Regions from separate parts of the Mus musculus genome. Here region 1 is linked to region 2. Evidence: chromatin contacts called from public Hi-C data. All regions are on one chromosome and are shown on one strand. Each heading gives the region's core, a stretch centred on a gene start, on an enhancer-like site or on the middle of the called end of the contact. The rest is flanking DNA. Distances are from core to core; before and after follow the strand shown. Region 1 holds the start of Ubxn6 (UBX domain protein 6). Region 2 holds the start of Taf8 (TATA-box binding protein associated factor 8).

Region 1 (3,614 bases), core at 993-3,492, 8.6 Mb before region 2:
GGTTTGTGTCCTGCCTAGCTCTAGGTTCAGGGAGAGACCCTGTCTCAAAGGAATAAAGCTCCTTCTTGGTTCTCTGGCTGCCTTCCCGCTGACATATATAGTGGGGAACTTGGTGGTGTACACCTATGATCTCAGTACTCAGGAGGTAGGGACAGGTAGATCTCTGTGAGTTCAAGGCCATTTTGGTCTCCATAGTAAAACGCAAGTCTACAAATTAAAAAACAAACAAACAAAAACAAACAAACAAAAAACCCCACAATCTATCTTTTTCTTTCTTTCTTTCTTTCTTTCTTTCTTTCTTTCTTTCTTTCTCTCTCTCTCTCTGTCTTTTCTTTCTCAAGAAACTGGAACTCAATCTATAGACCAGGTTCTGCCTGCCTCTGCCTCCTGAGTGCTGGGATTTAAAGGAATGTGCCACCAGTGACTGGCTCCCCCCCGCCCCCCGCCAAAGGACTAAAATACCATGTCTTGGAACATTTTATTTATTTAAAAGATTTATTTATTATATGTAAGTACACTGTAGCTGTCTTCAGACATTCCAAAAGAGGGCATCAGATCTCATTACGGATGGTTGTGAGCCACCATGTGGTTGCCGGGGGATTTGAACTCAGGACCTTTGGAAGAGCAGTCAGTGCTCTTTACCCACTGAGCCATCTCACCAGCCCTGGAACATTTATTAAACATTTCCTGGCTGCCTTTTTTTTTTTTTTTAAGATTTATTTGTTGGCGGGCATGGTGGCGCACGCCTTTAATCCCAGCACTCGGGAGGCAGAGGCAGGTGGATTTCTGAGTTCGAGGCCAGCCTGGTCTACAAAATGAGTTCCAGGACAGCCAGGGCTATCCAGAGAAACCCTGTCTCTCAAAACAACAACAACAACAACAAAAAGGTTTGTTGGGGCTGGTGAGATGGCTCAACGGTTAAGAGCACTGACTGCTCTTCCAAAGGTCCTGAGTTCAAATCCCAGCAACCACATGGTGGCTCACAATCATCCCTAACAAAAATCTGATGCCCTCTTCTGGAGTGTCTGAAGACAGCTACAGTGTACATACATATAATAAATAAATAAATAAATAAATAAATAAATAAATAAATAAACAAATCTTAAAAAAAATTATTTGTATGTGAGTACACTGTTGCTCCCTTCAGACAAACCAGAAGAGGGCACTGCATCCCATTATAGATGATTGGGAGTCATCATGTGGTTGCTGGGAATTGAACTCAGGACCTCTAGAAGATCTTATCCGCTGAGCCATCTCTCCAGCCCACATCCTGGCTGCCTTCTTTAAGGTGCTCCACTCCTCTCTTCACTGTAGCTCTTGGAAACCTGTCTTCCACAGTTCTCATCAAATGCCTCCATTGCTCTCCTCCAGCCATGGGGCTTGTTTCCTTGAAATCACCAGGGTGTCCCATCCTTCAGCTTTGTGCATTTTTGGATCTAATGGTTGGCAAAACTAATAAAATTATTAACAGCCTGGGTAGCCCACAAAGCTGCTTTATCTCTGACAAATTTCACACCAACACAGACGAAAGCTTGCCCATAGGCACTTCAGTTACATGATCCAAAGACCACAATGCCATGCGCATTAGGGTAGAATTACATGCACACAGACAGGGGGTGCAGAAGAGCTCCTGGAATCTCAAGTTTGTGTCCAATGACCCACTTCCCCCCTTCTTTCTAATGAGTGACCATTAACAGTGAAGTATATGATTTTGGGGGTCTCTTGCACAGTCACAGTGATTCTGATCTAGATGATGGCTGTTTTTCACATGAACAGTAGTGTTCTAAAAAGCCTGAGTCCAGAGCATCCAACTTTTTGTTGTGTGTACACACCACACGAGATGGAAGTGTTGGAGGAGATTAAACTCAGCTTTGCACATGTTGAGCAAGCCCTGTACCAACTGCGGTCTCTGCTTTGACCTTGCCTGTACCAATCTCTCTGTCGGCTCCTTCTAGCTTGTCTCTCCCAGAGCAGATTTCAGGCTCATGCACAGTACATTCATACTCATTTTCTCTGTAGTATGGACTGGCCTTGAACTCCTGACATCCACCCTGGTTCCAGTAGCTCTGGGTACTCTTCTAGGCTGCTCGCTGTTTGGATGCTCTCTTTAAGCTCCCCTGGTGGCTGCTGCGGTCTTAAGGGAGGCGAGCCTGTCGCCCCGGCAACGGCGTCCGCAGACAGGAAGATGGCGCCCCGCCCGCGCGAGGTGCTGCAAGGCGATTGTCACGTGAACCAGGCGGGACTTCCGTCGCCGCGATATTTTCTTTCCGGTGGTTGGCCGCCTGCTCCTCATCCACCCGGGCCCTGCGCCCTCCGCCCTGCGGCCCAAGCCGCCGGGCCGCTGCCGCCATGAAGAAGTTCTTCCAGGAAATCAAGGCTGACATCAAGTTCAAGAGCGCGGGGCCCGGCCAGAAGCTTACGGATTCCGCAGGGTATGTGACGCTGGTTGGGCGACGGAGAGGGCGAGGGCCAGGGGGCAAAAAGGGCCGGCGGTTGGGTGTCAGGGTCTTTCTAGGCTATGCTTAGCAGGAGTAGATTGGTGGGTGGGGTGTGGAAGATTGTAAGGCAGGGGCGGAGCCTACAATGAGGGCGGGGCGTTGTAGCAGTGGTGGGCGGGGCAGAAGGGAGGGCAGTTGTGTGGTGTAGCACGGGTGGGCGGGGCGCTAAGGGTAGGCGTGGGCGGTCGTGGCCAGGGCGCGTTGGTCACTGCTTAGAGACTCTTGGTTCTGGGTGGTGAGAAGGGACGGGGCAATGCCCAGAATTTAGCTAAGAGAAGAGCCGCCTAAAGGTGTGGCCTTGGCGAAATGTGGGTAGGAAGGACCTAAGAGAAGGTGTGGGAAGAAGGTCTGTGAGAGATGTTAAGACTTCTTTGTAGGTTGTGTGGTAATCTGGGAGGGGTTGGGGAGTGAGAGAGGATTATAGAAGGATCTTGGAGGAGTGTGGAAACCAGAGAGGCCCAGACCCAGAATGTTGTTGAGTGGTTGGGGTGACAGGTGAAGATGGGATCTCTGTGGGGGCCTTGGCAACTCCGGGTCTTCCAGGAGTACTTTCCTGGAGTTCTTTCCGGAGAACTTTGTGTTCTGGAGAGGGAGGTAAGGCATGTTGGAGCTGCTCAGAAGGGGTGAAGTAGAGATTGGAGACAGCTACAGGCTACCAGGGAGTAGTCTGCAGGAAGTATATGTGGAGGAAAATGACAACCAGCGACTGGGGCTGAATGTGAGGAGAAGGAGGGGCCTGCAAGCCAGGGCTAGAAGGGAGGTAAACACACCAGGGTACAGCTACAAATAGTGGGGCAGTTTCAATGATGAGAGGAACATGGAGGTTCAAAGGATCCTCAGGCCAGAAGTTGGAGGGGATGGTCCAGTGTCCGTGATCTGTGTGTGATCTATAAAAGTAAATGTCACTTTTATTTCCTCAGATGAAGTGATGAGAGCTGCAACCATGCTCTGTGAACACAACACACTGCTTGGGCTGAGCTCAGAGCATTATCCATGTTCTAACAACTATCCCAGGAAGCTTCTAGCATCTGTACAATCTAATTAACCAAGCTGACTAATTCAATTTGGCTTCTCTCAATTTCTCACTGAAGTGCTCTGCTTGGACTCAAACTAAGT
Region 2 (3,638 bases), core at 673-3,172:
TGTAAAAAGAAGCATTTAATTGGGTCTGCTTGCAGTTTTAGAGGTTTATCAGTCATGGTGGGGAGCATGGCTGTGTAAATGGCGCTGGGACAATAGCTGAGGACCCTATGCTATATCCTGGTGTGCAGGCTGACAGAGGCTCACACTCAGAGACAGAGAGGCAGGGATTGAGAGAGAGACAGACAGACAGACAGACACTGGGCCAGGTGTAAGCTTTTGAAACCTCTAAGCCCACCTCCAGTGACACCTCTCCTCTAACAAATTGCCCAACTCTGGTGACTTAGCATTCAAATATTTGAGCCTAGGGGGTCCATTCTTATTCAAACCACCATGACATTCAAGGGGCAAAGTTGCTCCAGTTAAGAGTACTCTTCTCTTCCAGAGATTCAGTTCCCATCATCTACCTGGCAGTTGTGACACTCAATATGAGTGCTCAAATTTGGGTCATCTCCAAGAGCAGTATGTGTTTGTTCTTTTTTTTTTTTTTAAGATTTTATTTATTTTATGTATATGAGTACACTGTAGCTGTCTTTTAGACACACTAGAAGAGGGCATCCAAACTCATTGCAGATGGTTGTGAGCCACCATGTGGTTGCTGGGAATTGAACTCAGGACCTCAGGACCCCAGGAAGAAGAGTCAGTGCTCTGATTGACCACTGAGCCATCTCTCCAGCCCAGTATGTGTTCTTAACTACTGAGCCACCTCTCTGCCCCAAAGTGTATTTTTAAAAGAGATTTATTTGTTTCAATTATATGAATACACACACTGTAGCTGTCTTTAGACACACCAGAAGAGGGCATTGGATCCCATTACCGATAATTGTAAGCCACCATGTGGCTGCTGGGAATAGAACTCAGAACCTCTGGAAGAGCAAGCAGAACCAAAGTGTTTTTTTGTTTTTAAATATTTATTTATTGCATACATGTGGGTATATTGGTCTTGTCTTCAGACACACCAGAAGAGGGCGCCAGATTTCTTTTTCTTTTTTTAAAATATTTATTTATTTATTATATACACTGTAGCTGTCTTCAGACACACCAGAAGAGGGCATCAGATCTCATTACGGATGGTTGTGAGCCACCATGTGGTTGCTGGGATTTGAACTCAGGACCTTTGGAAGAGCAGTCGGCGCTCCTAACCGCTGAGCCATCTCACCAGCCCCTCTTTTTCTTTTTCTTTTTCTTTTTCTTTTTTTTTTTTTTTACAGGGTTTTCTCTTTGTAGCCCTGGCTGTCCTGGAACTCACTCTGTAGACCAGGCTGGCCTCGAACTCAGAACTCCACCTGCCTCTGCCTCCCAAGTGCTGGGATTAAAGTCGTGCACCACCAAGGCCCTGCGAAGGCGCCAGTTCTCATTGTAGATGGTTGTGAGCCATCACGTGGTTGCTGGGAATTGAACTAAAGACCTCTGGAAGAGCAATCAGTGCTCTTAACCGCTGAGCCATCTCTCCAGACCCAAATTGTATTCTTAGTGTATTTCTGAGAACTTACTTCATACAAATGGCTTTGTTTTTGTTTTTATTTTTATTCTTTTCTTTTCAGGGAAAGGGTCTCCTTATGTAGTCCTAAACTGGCCTTTAATTCATTGCATAGCCCACGCTAGCCTGGAACTCTAGATCCTCTGGTCTCAGCTCCAAAGTGCTAGGATTACAGACGGCAGGCTCCTGGACAAAATATGTTTCTTTTAACTCAGTGCATCTCACAGTGCGTCTTCCAGATCAATTGCTACAGCTACTGACTTAAGTGTCCAAGAAAGCTTGGGTCACACAACGCCACGTGAGCTTGGGCTATCCCGAGCTCCCTCCACCCCCACCCCAGACTCACACGTGTTCGTAGAGCTTTTCTATAAGGCGGGGCACCCGCGGCCCCGCCCTTCTCCACCTCCCACCCCGCAACTACAAGTCCCATCGTGCCCCGCGCTCACGCACACTACGCAAGAGCAAGATGGCTGACACGGCGGCCGGGCCTGGTGGCTCCGGAACGGTAAGGGTGGAGAGGCGCGGCGTGAAGCCGAAAGAGTTTGGGTCTTCTGGATCTCTCCCACGGTTTGGGCCACGGTCTCGAACCGAGAAGCCCAGGCCCGCTCTGAGACCCGGGGCTGGAGAGTATCTCTGGCCGTAGGCGGTCCCCGCTGCTTGGCTTTTGGCAGCGGCCTCCTGAATTGCTGCATCTGAGACTTGATTGGCTTGTTCCTTGTTGAGGTGGGAACCCGGAACTCCTTCTGATTGGTCTGAAGAGGCTGTTTTTATCCTCTTACTGGCCGGCCGAAGTTGGAACTTCGTAAAATATTTACTTGCTCTGCCTTTCTCTGCGGTGATGCCTAGCTCTCCTCTGCATCCTGTGGTGGTAGCTGGTTTAATTTTCCTGGTTACTGAAATGGTGTGATGGGACAAGAAGATAGTAGATTTATTCGCTCAGTACCATCATTCGTGTATATATTCTTCCTTTGCTTTTCCCTCTCTCTTCCTGCCTCCTCTCGCGCCTGCCTCTGCCTCCCGGGTGCTGGGAATAAAGGCGTGCCCACCACAGACCCGCTCCTGTAACTTTGCTCCAGAAAGAAGTGAATGGGGCTGGAGAGATGGTTTAGTGGTTAAGACGGACTTGCTGGTCTTTCAGAGGACCTGAGTTTGGTGGAGTGGCTCACAATCACCTGTAACTCCTGCTTCACGGAATCCGGGCCAGCGCGGCACCTGCACTCGCAGGAACACACACACGCGCGCAAAACACACACATCTAGTGGTTCAAAGTCTCACTCTGGGCTTCTGATTTCCAGAGACCGGGAAGTAAGCAATCCACTAACCCTGCTGATAACTACCATCTGGCCCGGAGGAGGACCCTGCAAGTGGTTGTGAGCTCCTTGCTGACAGAGGCGGGATTTGAGAGTGCCGAGAAAGCGTCTGTGGAGACACTGACAGAGATGCTGCAGAGCTGTGAGTACCAAGAAACACTAGGCCCGCTGTTTCCTTTACAGACCCCCCCCCAGCTCCGTGAACTCCATCCCAGATTCTCTCTCCCCTTCTCTTGGAAGACTGTTAGAGACTCAGCTTCAGGCAGAAGAAACACACATGTCCATTGTAGAATGAGACTGTTTCGATGCTTATACATGTGGGAGAGACACAAATAGCAACCTTGTCATTTCAGTCGTCTGCAGCGGCATTAAGTGGCATTAAGTGTTACACAACTCTCAGCGTTATCCATGTCCAAAGCCCTGTATCCCTGAACAACACTGGATTCGGTCTTCTCCACAGCCCCAAGAACGTCTCCTTTCTGTCTTTGAATTTGTTTTTGTTTTTTAATATAACCCTTCCCCGCTTTGGTTTTTCAAGACAGGGTTTCTCTGTGTACCCCTGGCTCTCCTGGAACTCACTCTGTAGATCAGGCTGGCTTTGAACTCATAGATCCATCTGCCTCTGCCTCCTGAGTGCTGGGATCAAAGGCACGTGCCACCACCACCCAGCCTAATCAATCAATCAATCAATCAATCTCTCTCTCTCAATTTACTTATTCATTTTATGTATATGAATATAATGTAACTGTGTTCAGACATCAGCAGTAAGTCTCAGAGGCTGAAAGCATTCTAGACCCAGATAAGATTGTATGGGTGCTGGAGGCTTCCAGGACTAGACCTAGGTTAGCAGA

Evidence for each region. A called contact is a pair of places that touch in the nucleus more often than the background predicts.
Region 1: a contact with region 2 is called in a Hi-C map of CD4 T cells, with 7 times the contacts expected there. The contact joins the promoter of Ubxn6 here to the promoter of Taf8 in region 2. A contact is called at or near these places in 1 of 39 promoter capture datasets (cranial neural crest) and 1 of 484 Hi-C or Micro-C datasets (CD4 T cells).

The regions. Positions count from the first base shown.
Region 1 is chr17:56,073,654-56,077,267 of GRCm38.p6, reverse strand. It overlaps Ubxn6 (UBX domain protein 6), which reads left to right and starts at 2,242. Exons shown (of 11, transcript NM_001379361.1): 1 at 2,242-2,432. The coding sequence starts at 2,350.
Region 2 is chr17:47,500,575-47,504,212 of GRCm38.p6, reverse strand. Taf8 (TATA-box binding protein associated factor 8) reads left to right here and starts at 1,922. Exons shown (of 9, transcript NM_022015.4): 1 at 1,922-1,982; 2 at 2,773-2,929. The coding sequence starts at 1,944.